2 separate regions of the Xenopus tropicalis genome follow, and region 2 is linked to region 1. A link is a contact called in public Hi-C data. All regions are on one chromosome and are shown on one strand. Each heading gives the region's core, a stretch centred on a gene start, on an enhancer-like site or on the middle of the called end of the contact. The rest is flanking DNA. Distances are from core to core; before and after follow the strand shown. Region 1 holds the start of neurog1 (neurogenin 1). Region 2 holds the start of pitx1 (paired like homeodomain 1).

Region 1 (6,309 bases), core at 1,498-3,997:
GGAGTCGTAATTGCATTAAACGAATTTCACCTTTCGCGGATGTCATTTTGCTTTTAAGGGTATTTATTGTTGGCGATAAAGCAGACCGGCATTTGGAGAGTAGGTTGGTCATTTTAGCAATAGCCCCTGATCTATTAAGCAAAATAAAAGGTGAACATAAAACACAAAAAAGTAATTACCAATTTTCTATAGAGAGAAAGAGAAAAAAAAGCAGCCAGCGTATTACAGCATAGCTTTCACAAGAGTGCTCCAGGCACCCACCTGTCACTCTACTTCCTAACACAACTGTCACTTTTATCGACCCATTTAATCCCCTTTCTTTGAAAATCTGTTGCAGGATAATGTTTAGTCGACAGGAATTAAAACACTATTCTCCAATGGGAAGGTGCCTCAACAGGTAGCCTTGAGTACAGATCCAGAGTACTACTTTAATTGGTTTGCTTTTATGATGCGATACACACTGGCCAACTTGTAGGGGAGAATTGGCTGAACAGATGGGCCCATTCTGTAGAATTGCGGAGCCCCCTCTACCTCACTCTGCCCCCAGCTTCATAGTGGGTTAAGCATGAAAAAGTTTACCAATGCTATTATAAACCTACCTACCTATCTATCTGTATTTATTTTATACCCATTTACTCATCATAGATAAATTAGTTGAATGATATGACAGAACGATAATAGATAAATTAGTTGAATGATTTGATAGAACGATAATAGATATATTAGTTGAATGATTTGATAGAACCATAATAGATAAATTAGTTGAATGATTTGATAGAACCATAATAGATACATTAGTTTGATGATATGATCGAACGATAATAGATACATTAGAATGATGTTATAGAACGATAATAGATACATTAGTTGAATGATTTGATAGAACCATAATAGATACATTAGAATGATGTTATAGAACGAATACATTATAACCAGGACACGACATTTGTAAAAATGTAAAAAAATTTATTTGCACACATGAAATACAAAAAAACATCACGATGCGCCCGTAATAGAATAAAAACATCTTTATATACAAAAAAATACATTTTCATATGAATGAAATATTCTGAATAAATTAATCGTGTCAGTTCTCTCAGTGTGAGAACTGGCTGTCAGGCCCGGGTGAGTCCTGCTCTATAGCACTTGGGCTTGGGATAAATAATGCATGAGGACAATCCCTTGTCTTCCTTTCAAACCTTTTCATTGTATTGTCAGGGCCTCTAAAGCAAATTGTCATGCTCATTTTTCTTCGTGAGAGTTTTACAAATTGTAAAATTGACTTTTCACCCAGTCCAGAAAAAGCCACCCTTTTTTTTTTTTTTTTTTTTTTTACAGACATCATCTTGAAGAGGGTCAGATTTAAGGAGAGCAAGAAAGAAGGTATTGTATAAGAAAGTGCAAAAAGGCAAAACCTTTAGAGGAAAGGGGACACTACTGCTGCCATATTCTGTTTCACATTTGACAGTACTGAATAGGGATTTAACAATGGTTCTGGGCAAAGTTTGCGAAGGCAGCAACATGTGAGCACCTCTGCACCTCACTGTTGGGAAGTTCAGTCTGAATTAAGGCAAAGTTAGGTCACTGCTGGTGTGGCAGTGTCACCCATTAGAGAGATGTCATTGGAGTTAGCAGGCTAATATGAAACAGAATAGAGCAATAAATCTAGTGGTACTGGAGAAAGCTAGATGCATGCTGGATCATGTTTTGTTGCAGGGTGTGCAGTGAGAACAGAGAGTCTGTGTGCCCATAATAACAGTCTTCTGACATAGCTGGGCTGCTTGGGCTGGAAGTGCACACTGAGAAGGATGATGATGATGATGATGATGATGATGATGGAGAAGAAGAGGACATCCAGGACTCAGCATCACTGCCAGGGCTGGGAGGGGTGGCAGGACTCAAGTAGGCTGGGTGCCCCAGATTTTTGAGGGGCTTCTCTTTGGACTGATCTGCCAACCTCAAGGTTTCAGACAGGGCCCAAATGTAATTATGAGCCAGACGCAGGGTCTCAATCTTTGTCAGCTTAGTGTCATCAGGGAAACTTGGCAGGATGCCCCTCAGCTCATCCAGCGCAGAGTTGAGATTGTGCATTCGGTTCCTTTCCCTGTCATTGGCTTTAACCCTCCTGGTCTTCTTGATGGTGTGCAGCACGGCGTCATTCTTTACTCTGCTCCTCACCCTCTTCTTCCTCTTGTCTTTCTCCTCCTGACACTTCTCTGGCGTCTGGGCTGGGGATGACATGTGCTCAGAGGAGAAGGGAGAAGCCGACTGCATGCTGAACGAGTCCTCCTCGTCTGAGGAACAGTAGGACATCTGGCTGCAGGTCTCATAGTCGGAGAACACTCTGTCCATGTTGGAAGCCATTCTGAGAAACAAACACAAACTGGCATTAGAAATCTGCCCCAGAAACAATAGTTCAGCAACAGCTCAAAAGTCGCAGATGGGACCTCTCTTATAGGCATTTAATCAGACATATAGACAATGTATAATGATAAATCCCATGAATAAGTAAATAATACTACGGTATGGGGTAAAACAAGCTCTCAAGGAAGCATTACTGCAGAGTGGAGCGCAAAGAGGCAGAAGGGCAAGAGGATAAGTGCTACTGAATAGTATGGAGTGAGATACTTACAGTCAGGGGAGGATAATAGTCGCAGCTATAATAGTCGCAGCTCTGATCCTAATTGGGACACGCGACTGCTGCAGTTGCAGTAGGAGAGACGCGCAATCAGCTCGTGTGAGTGGGGAGTCTGGCACACGACTGGCCTCACACTCCTTATATACAGGGGAAACAATAGCCCCCCCCCCGGGGCTGCCGGGGAATGAATGAATCAAGGCATCAGGTCTGCCCCGTGCTTCACTCACTCTCATCTGCATCATTTATGTTGCCCCCCCCCGGAGTGTGCCTGGCGTTACGGGCAGCCAATCACAGGCCGCCTACTATCCGGCACACTTCAGCGGCCCCTGAGCTGGGCTTGCTTGTTTCAGCTTCATTAGTCCATTAAAAGGAGTGATAGAAAGGGGGAGAAAGAAGGGGGGCGAACAAAGTGATTAGCCTGAAGGCTGAAGGCACATTCCACAAAATACAGGAGTGGGGGGGGGGGGGGGGGGGGGGTTCTTATTGCTCTGAGTTGCCTCTTCTTTATTCTCTATGTTGCATATCTGTATCTAACATCGTTTTCGCATAGGCCTGGCACTGTAAAAAAAAGACCAAAACTCAGTTTCTGCACTGTCCTGGAAATCTTATGCTGTAATCAGCTGTGCTCTGAACAGATCTTGCTTCTCCAATTCTCCAATCAGAGCACATCTTTATTGACAGATAGTAAAATTGACCAATCAAGGTCGAGAAATTACAAACTGAAGGCAGTGCAGAAATAAAGGCTGAAAATTAGAATTCACAGACTGTAACTTTACCTAAGAACCAACTCTGAACTTTTGCTGCAGATTTCATCCCACAGGTACTATACTGTATCCTCCCACTCCCACAGGTACTATACTGTATCCTCCCACTCCCACAGGTACTATACTGTATCCTCATCCCACTCCCACAGGTACTATACTGTATCCTCATCCCACTCCCACAGGTACTATACTGTATCCTCCCACTCCCACAGGTACTATACTGTATCATCCCACTCCCACAGGTACTATACTGTATCCTCCCACTCCCACAGGTACTATACTGCATCCTCATCCCACTCCCACAGGTACTATACTGTATCCTCCCACTCCCACAGGTACTATACTGTATCCTCATCCCACTCCCACAGGTACTATACTGTATCATCCCACTCCCACAGGTACTATACTGTATCCTCATCCCACTCCCACAGGTACTATACTGTATCCTCATCCCACTCCCACAGGTACTATACTGTATCATCCCACTCCCACAGGTACTATACTGCATCCTCATCCCACTCCCACAGGTACTATACTGTATCATCCCACTCCCACAGGTACTATACTGTATCATCCCACTCCCACAGGTACTATACTGTATCCTCATCCCACTCCCACAGGTACTATACTGTATCCTCATCCCACTCCCACAGGTACTATACTGTATCATCCCACTCCCACAGGTACTATACTGTATCCTCATCCCACTCCCACAGGTACTATACTGTATCCTCATCCCACTCCCACAGGTACTATACTGTATCCTCATCCCACTCCCACAGGTACTATACTGTATCCTCATCCCACTCCCACAGGTACTATACTGTATCCTCATCCCACTCCCACAGGTACTATACTGTATCCTCATCCCACTCCCACAGGTACTATACTGTATCCTCCCACTCCCACAGGTACTATACTGTATCCTCATCTCACTCCCACAGGTACTATACTGTATCCTCCCACTCCCACAGGTACTATACTGTATCCTCATCTCACTCCCACAGGTACTATACTGTATCCTCCCACTCCCACAGGTACTATACTGTATCCTCATCCCACTCCCACAGGTACTATACTGTATCCTCCCACTCCCACAGGTACTATACTGTATCCTCATCCCACTCCCACAGGTACTATACTGTATCCTCATCCCACTCCCACAGGTACTATACTGTATCCTCCCACTCCCACAGGTACTATACTGTATCCTCATCCCACTCCCACAGGTACTATACTGTATCCTCCCACTCCCACAGGTACTATACTGTATCCTCCCACTCCCACAGGTACTATACTGTATCCTCCCACTCCCACAGGTACTATACTGTATCCTCATCCCACTCCCACAGGTACTATACTGTATCCTCATCCCACTCCCACAGGTACTATACTGTATCCTCCCACTCCACAGGTACTATACACAGGTACTATACACAGGTACTATACTGTATCCTCCCACTCCACAGGTACTATACACAGGTACTATACACAGTTACTATTCACAGGCTCTATACTCAGGAGCTATACATAGGTACTATACACAGGTACTATACACAGGTACTATACAATTCTAAAGGCTGAATCAATATCTGAAATTAAATTGTGTTTTGTCACCTGACATTTATAATATCCCTATCCCCTATCCTAAGATATGGATGGTAAGTTAACTCTCCCCCCCCTGAAAAAGCTAATTGTGCTTTTATATATTTGTTGTATATTGCACTTACTTTTTTTCTCTCTTTTATCAAGTGTTCTAATTAGTTAGAGTGGAGCCCTCATAAGACTGCATAGCTGGGAAACAAACCAAAGTTGTGTATCAGTGCCAGCCCACTGCATACAATGAGTCTGGGGTGTCAGTACCCACTGCCTCTCTATAAACTAACTTAAAAACATCTAAAGGGGCAGTTCACTTTTATGTTACCTTTTAGTATGTTATAGAATGGCCTATTCCTAGCAACTTTGCAATTGGTCATCCTAATTAATTTTTTTATAGTTGGTAAATAAGTTGCCTTTCTCTTCTGCCTTTTTCCAGCTTTTAAATGGGGGTCACTGACCCCAGCAGCCAAAAAAAGTCGTGCAAATTAGGGAAAGAAACGGCGAAAATACGCAAGGTACAAAAACTTTGAAAACTTCAAAAAATGCAGTCGTACTTTGATAAATGTGCCCCTAAGTCTCACATTAACTGTAGGTCAGTCTATTTATGGCCTATCTTTAGCCTCCCCAAACAAAGAAGTCACCCTTTGCCTATGGTTTCCTGTATTTCTTTCTCTAATTATTTGGTCTCCTTCTTCCCTTTCTCTGCTTCTTATTCTCCTTTATCTCTACCTCATTGCTTTCCTTCCATCACTTTACCTTCTTGCCCCATTTTTAGTAGCTAATAACCCGTCTCACACACAATCTCCCCATGTGCCACTGCCCTAAGGGTTTGGCTTGCTGCTTTAGTAGTGCCATAATGCCTAGGGCCCCATCTGCTCTGTAGCAATCTTACTAGCCTGAATCCAGCTACTACTTCCAATTTAGTGGTCTGCAAGGTACATGGTAAATACAACTGTAGTTTTTACTTTTAGTGTTTCCAAAGTCTGACTTTTTCCTGTGACAGTACACTCAGAGCTAGCAAGATAAATTCTTATAGGATGTGCGTGCAAAAATGTTTGTGCATAAATTAATTGTTTGTGTTTTATACATAGTTGTGTGTACCCTGCAAATATGGTGTGTGTGCTGGTGCGTATGTGCGCATGTGAGGTGTTGGTCCCCCTAGGGGAGGCCAGAGTAGGGTCTGGAGGGGCAGTCTGAAGGTGAGATGTGGGGAGGACCCAGGATGAAAAACGATAGATATTGGAACTATGTCTTAATGGCTTTGGTTCTAATCATTCAAGATGCTGCCTGAATTAAAATAATAATACA
Region 2 (6,309 bases), core at 3,330-5,829, 520 kb before region 1:
TGCAGGCTGTGCTGGCAGACAGAGCCCCCATTCAGTCTCATATAGACTGTCACTATATTTCTGCTCAGTCCATAATGCCATGAAAAGATGTGGCCCCTCCCACTGAAATGGAAATGAGCAGCAACCAGAGAGATGGGATATTGAGATTAATTTCCAAACTAATTTGCTGTGGGTAGGATGTAAGTAGAGAACTAGTTAAAAGACACCGGGGGCATTAAAAATGAACACATTGACCTTTTGCTGCTAGTTTTAACTATTATTTTTTTACATGCAAATCATTTCCTTTTCCCCAGCCTTTATTAGGGGCCATATGAAATGCACCTTTCAATCTGAGAATGCCTTGAGGTTCAAGTCCTGGCTTTTACTTCTCCATCTGGTCTTGGTTTGGTGCCTCGGCGATTTTACTGTGTCTCTGAGCAAAATGAAAGGGACTTCCATGGGGGCAGATACAGGTCCTGACTGGTACCAAGTGTTCTCTCAGATGGGACCTGTCCCCTCACTCATCCAGTCATCCAATCCGGCCTCTGTCTGTCTATCTATCTATCTATCTATCTATCTATTCATCTATCTATCTATCTATCTATCATCTATATATCATCTATCTATCTATCTATCTATCTATCTATCTATCTATCTATCTATCTATCTATTCATCTATATCATCTATCTATCTATCTATCTATTCATCTATATCATCTATCTATCTATCTATCATCTATATCTATCTATCTATCTATCTATCTATCTATCATCTATCTATCTATCTATCTATTCATATATCTATCTATCTATCTATCTATCTATCTATCTATCTATATATCATCTATCTATCATCTATCTATCTGTCTATCTAATCTATATCTATCTATCTATCTATCTATCTATCTATCTATCTATCTATCTATCTATCTATCTATCTATATATCATCTATCTATCTATCTGTCTATCTAATATCTATCTATCTATCATTTATCTATCTATCTATCTATCTATCTATCTATCTATCTATCTATCTATCTATCTATCATCTATCTATCTATCTATTTATCTATCTATCATCTATCTATCTATCTATCTATCTATCTATCTATTTAATCTATATCTATTACCATATCCCCAAGCCGCCTTTACATTAAACCAACACAATCTCCTCCATATATTCTGCCTGTTTCTGCAATTCTCCGTAAATCGCTGCCATTCATCCATTTGTTGGTCATCTTTCTCCTTTTTCTCTAACCTTCCTAACTCCCCTAAACATCTGCTTATTATGTGTTTTGTAAATGGACCATTTAAGTCTGCCCAGGCTACAGTCTAATCTCCTTTCTTTGCACTTGGCAGAAAAAGAGCATGACGACAAGTTTTGCACTGGGCCAATATTCTGCGGAATATGTTTGCTGACTTTTCCAACTACGCTACAAATATATTCATTTGTCGGATGAGGATGTAACAAGCCAGACTGTCCAGGAGACACCCCCATATGCTAGATCATTTTATTTATTATATGGGTATGGCCGGGGTACATAAATATATATCTGTATTCTTTTTTTCTTTTTTACACACGCGTTAGCGCTATGCACAAAATACATGGTTATATTTTAATATCTTAAGTTATATTACATTTTTGAGCGGCTGTTTTAGACATTTTAATGCATAAAAATCAACAAAGACAAAATGACGATAAAGCCAAATAAAGATGGAGTAGGAATGCACCAAATTGATCACTATGGACTGGCCCCTTTACACTCTCAAACCCACACACACTCACATATACACACACACAAACACACACATATATATACACACACACACACATATATATACACACACACACACACACATATATATATACACGCACACACTGGCCCCTTCTGTAATATTATTGGTGCTAATCTAAAAGGCGCAGTAACCCAGACTGCACTAAACTGATTAAAACAAATTGCTAACTGGATACTATGGGTACTAGAGGTGAGCATATATAGCAAAAAATTATCACATCTATTACTTGACCCCCCCCCAACCTTATCTTAACATATTCATATTTCAGCACATACAGCCAACAAGCTCCATAGGCAAAACCATCACAGATTAGACTTATCCCCATTTGCAGAATGAAGTGGCCTGGGTGCATATTTCCAGGGGCCCTACTAGCCACCTTCGTTTGACACTTCCATATAGTGGGTGTTCTTATTCATTCCTGTGCCCGGCACTTACCCTGACCCTGGCCTCAGTCAGATTGGTCCATACAGCGATCTCCTCTCTCATGCTCATGTCTGGGTAGCGGTTCCTCTGGAAAGTGGCCTCCAGCTCCTGCAGCTGCTGGCTGGTAAAGTGAGTCCTTTGTCTCCTCTGCTTCTTTTTCTTTGTGGGATCATCCCCATTGCCGTCCTCTCCCTTTGGCTCCCCACTTCGTTCTTTCTCTGTCAAACACATCGAGATTACAGGATAATTATTAGGCGGGTCCCATTGGGCCTAAGTGGCACCTCGGTACCTGAGCTTGGGAACTGGCTGTTGTGCTCCGGAGGCAGGCACACACTTCCTATAATACTTATAGATTTATCTGTATATACATATTGATTGTACTAATACAGAGACTAATACAGGGATAGTGGGGAATCACCATGAAACGGCATTTCGGCAAATTTGGAATTTCTCCACAATATTCATTTTTGCAATTTGCTTACAAGAGTTCAAGGGTCTCTGCTCATTGCGAAATGTAGTGACAAAATAAACATTTCATACGATAATTTGGGCTACCCCTTTCTTCTTCATAAAATACAAAATCAAATATTCATATCAGTAAATTAAATTAAAAAAGGGCTTATAACATATGATAGATACAAACCAGACACTCCGGCACAGATTTATATTTTTGTAGGAAATAGCCGTCCGTTTTTTTTACTGCTGTTTGCAGAAAAGTGACATATTTTGTTTTTCAAGGAAATGCCAAGCGACACATACTGGATATTTTTTCGTGATTTTACTTTGAATAAAATAACTGATCGCTTTCGAAGCGATGAAATTGTATGAATAGTTTTTGTAACCTGCAGGGAATCAGTTTTCTATTTTAGATCCACTGTTAAGTGTAATGGAGTTTTATCACGATTATGTCTTATTTGGTAAAAAATCTTATTCAGAAATCCTGACATCTCGTTTCAATGTCAGTCCTGCCAAAACAGCAGTAAAAAGAATCATATCTGACGCTATTTGAATGACTGGCTCCTTTCAGTAGCTGCTTTGAATAGGCCGCAGATAAATAAACCCCATGGGAGGGAACTGCCATACTTGTACTGAGGTTACCTAAACTGACCTGCCTAATCTCCAGTGTTTGGAAGAGAAGTGTCAGATATCTAGAAATTAAATATTATCAGGATTCCTAAGCAAATACAAGCGCTGTTTATGGCGAGCAATAGGTTCTGCAGAGGCAAATGAAAAAAAGATTAAATCTCACAGGCACACAAAAGACAGAAAAAAAAATAAGAGAAAATCCGTTTTATTAAGTAACTAGATATGTTGCACAGGATTAGTTCCTATACCACAACTCATAGATTTTTTAAAAACTAAAATGTGTCTGCCGCAGACCCTGTTCTTTTGGGATTCTTTAAATTCATGGGGTCTTTTTCGTTGGGGTTTGTGGGAGTGGAATGAAGGGTGAGGTTAGACTGATCCGTGGTTTCATTTTTTTTTATTTATTTTTTTCCTAAGGCTCAGCAGAAAGCCCGTCTCTGGGCTCCCTATATTCGTGCTAGGCCTGTCCTCAGATAATCTGAAGCAACAGATGTCTGTGTTCGTTTCCCAAATGCGCTGTTGCAATGCGAATGGCTCATATGTGTGTGTTGCTTTTGGGAAAGACATAAACATGCCAGTTTTGAAGCTGAACATACCAAACATCGAGCTGAAACCACTGCAAGTCCGTTCGGAAGAAAACACAAGGTGCCAAAACCTAAAGCATTTGTAATGTATCACTGCCAGCGCCTATTGCGCTACTTGCTAAATGCGCGTTTGAATGAGAAGCGTTAAACATTCTACAATAAACGCTGTCAAAATAAACACTCGGATATAAGCCGCTTTGTGACATTCTTCCTTACCTGATAAGTCCTCCAAACAAATGCTCATTCGACTACATTATTTAAAAGCCATTTACTGTACAGTCGTAGGAGGGACGCTGCAAAGCATGGGGGGGAAATACAGAGCGATTTGGCACGATTAGTTACCTGCGATTTCAGTATCAGAAGACTCACTGGCTGAATTGTCCATGGGATCCCTGGCTTCAGATGATCGCTGCAAATGGAAACTAGTGGCCATGTCGTGGGAAGGCTGGGGTCTTAAACTCTCAGGCAATCTTTCCAAATTCATAGCTCCTTTAAAGGAATCCATGGTAAATCACTCTGCTCATGAAACGCGTATTCCACAAAATCCTACACCAACCAAATCAAATCCACTTTCTGCCCTTCTCAGGGTGGCGGCCCATGGAAACGTCTTTACAGAAGTTTTCCCCTTTTTTATTTCGTCTTCCTTTCAGCAGATCGGTGGCTGCAGGTTCCCAGGCATGCATGTATGAGAGTGCTGGACTTGCTAGCCCTGCTAGTTTTTAGCTAAGGAGATTAAAGAGACCTGCCCTTGCTGAAATGCCTGCAGTTTGGGGAAGCCCCGCCCCCCTGGGGTTAATACCTCCCTGCCTTGCGAATAAATGACTATGTGCAGCCCCGGCCCAGCCTACAGTCTAGCACTGAGAGAGACAGAATGAGCTGCTTTTGCTCCCTACAGACGCCTGCAACTGCATCCAGGGGCACCAGATCGCTAACTGCGCCTTTCTTAAAGAGACACTACACATTGCTGAGGTGGCTCTTCAAAATCCCGGTCTAATTATCTTATATTCCACGTTCAATAAAGATTCTTTTTTTTTTTTTTTATTTAAAGTACGAATTCTCGATCACTTCTGCGTGGTGCATTTATACAGAAATAAACTGAAATCGGTTTAAGTTCCCCTTCCCTACTCGAACACTCGGTTGAACTTTCCAGGCGAGGTGATTTATTTCTCCTGCTGTAGCTCCAAGCCCATGTGAGCACTTTGTCTTACTTCAAATATTGATAAAGTCGCACAGATCACCAAAGTAAATATATACCTTCATAGCAATCAACAGTTCGTTGGGGCAGAGAAAGAGCTCGGCCGCCTTTGTTAGCCTGAGATTTCTGCACTCCAGCCCTTACAGGCAGAGATGTTTTTTTAACTGAAAAGAACCAGTTTGCATTTGTAGCAACAACATTAAATCTATAGAATGTTTTAATGAGTTCATGTTCCCATACATTCTGGAAGGATTTTAACTACCGCATTTTTTTCCCCCTCATGTTTTGTTTTTAATACAAATAAACAGCACTTTAATATTTCTTAAAAACGTGCTGCTAACAATGGTTACATGAAATCCGAATAAAGATTTAGCCAAGTCAATAAAATGTTTTGGAAAAAATCAATGCAAATATTTGATGAAGAGGAGGAAATTCTGCAGTTAAATATAGGAAATATAAGTCTGTGAGGGAGCTTGTGGGGGGGGACTGGGGAAGGGGCCCAGTTTGAATGGAGGGATATTATGGTGATGGATCGGGATGGGAGAGGGCCCTATAGGGAGGGGGGCAGGAATAATCATTAGTTCTACATTAAGTAAACACTGCCATCACCCTGACCTTTATCCTCTGGAGCTTTCCATGAGCTGATCTGTTAGGGGACACACGGGTCAATAATATAGTTATTCTCATTGTGCTCATAGGATAAGTCTAATATACCCCCTGCCCCTCTCATCCCCACTCCTTATTTGCCCTGTTGGCTATAATGAGCCATAATAGTCTTCTGTTCTAATATAGCCCACATAGGCCTGTACTCTCCAAGGGAAGAAGGGAAAATGACAAACAGGCACAGGAGGGGGGGGGGAATGTTGTATTGTGTGTGTAACTATACATGGGCCAACTCCCCAACGGGAGATTCTACATTTATACACAAATGAGAAGGAGAATGGAATAGGTATTGGGTGTATAGCTGGAATTACAGACAAATAAAGTAGGAGGAAGGAGAGTGGAGAGAAATCACTGCTGGTTTATAGGTAGAGAGAAGAGACTGACAGAGACAGAGATAAGGGGGAGGTAGGAATAGGCAGAACTGAGGGAGAAGAGCAAAAGTGGGTGCTGTTACAAAGGGTGAGGAAATGTTCAAATAAAATTAGGTTTATGGAAAAGAGAGACCTCTGAGGGGGTTAGTAAGTAGGTGAGGGAAAGAGAAGGGGGATACTGCAAAAGAGAGACAGCAAAGAGAAAGAAAG

The links. Hi-C and Micro-C count contacts between places; a contact is called where the count stands out from the background.
Region 2: a contact with region 1 is called in a Hi-C map of gastrula embryo, with 2.9 times the contacts expected there. The contact joins the promoter of pitx1 here to the promoter of neurog1 in region 1. A contact is called at or near these places in 2 of 5 Hi-C or Micro-C datasets (gastrula embryo and neurula embryo).

What each region holds. Positions count from the first base shown.
Region 1 is chr3:25,443,851-25,450,159 of UCB_Xtro_10.0, reverse strand. neurog1 (neurogenin 1) reads right to left here and starts at 2,747. Exons shown (of 2, transcript NM_001123423.1): 1 at 2,633-2,747; 2 at 1,313-2,365. The coding sequence starts at 2,352. The coding sequence ends at 1,666.
Region 2 is chr3:25,967,829-25,974,137 of UCB_Xtro_10.0, reverse strand. pitx1 (paired like homeodomain 1) reads right to left here and starts at 4,579. Exons shown (of 3, transcript NM_001007499.1): 1 at 4,213-4,579; 2 at 2,213-2,418. The coding sequence starts at 4,375.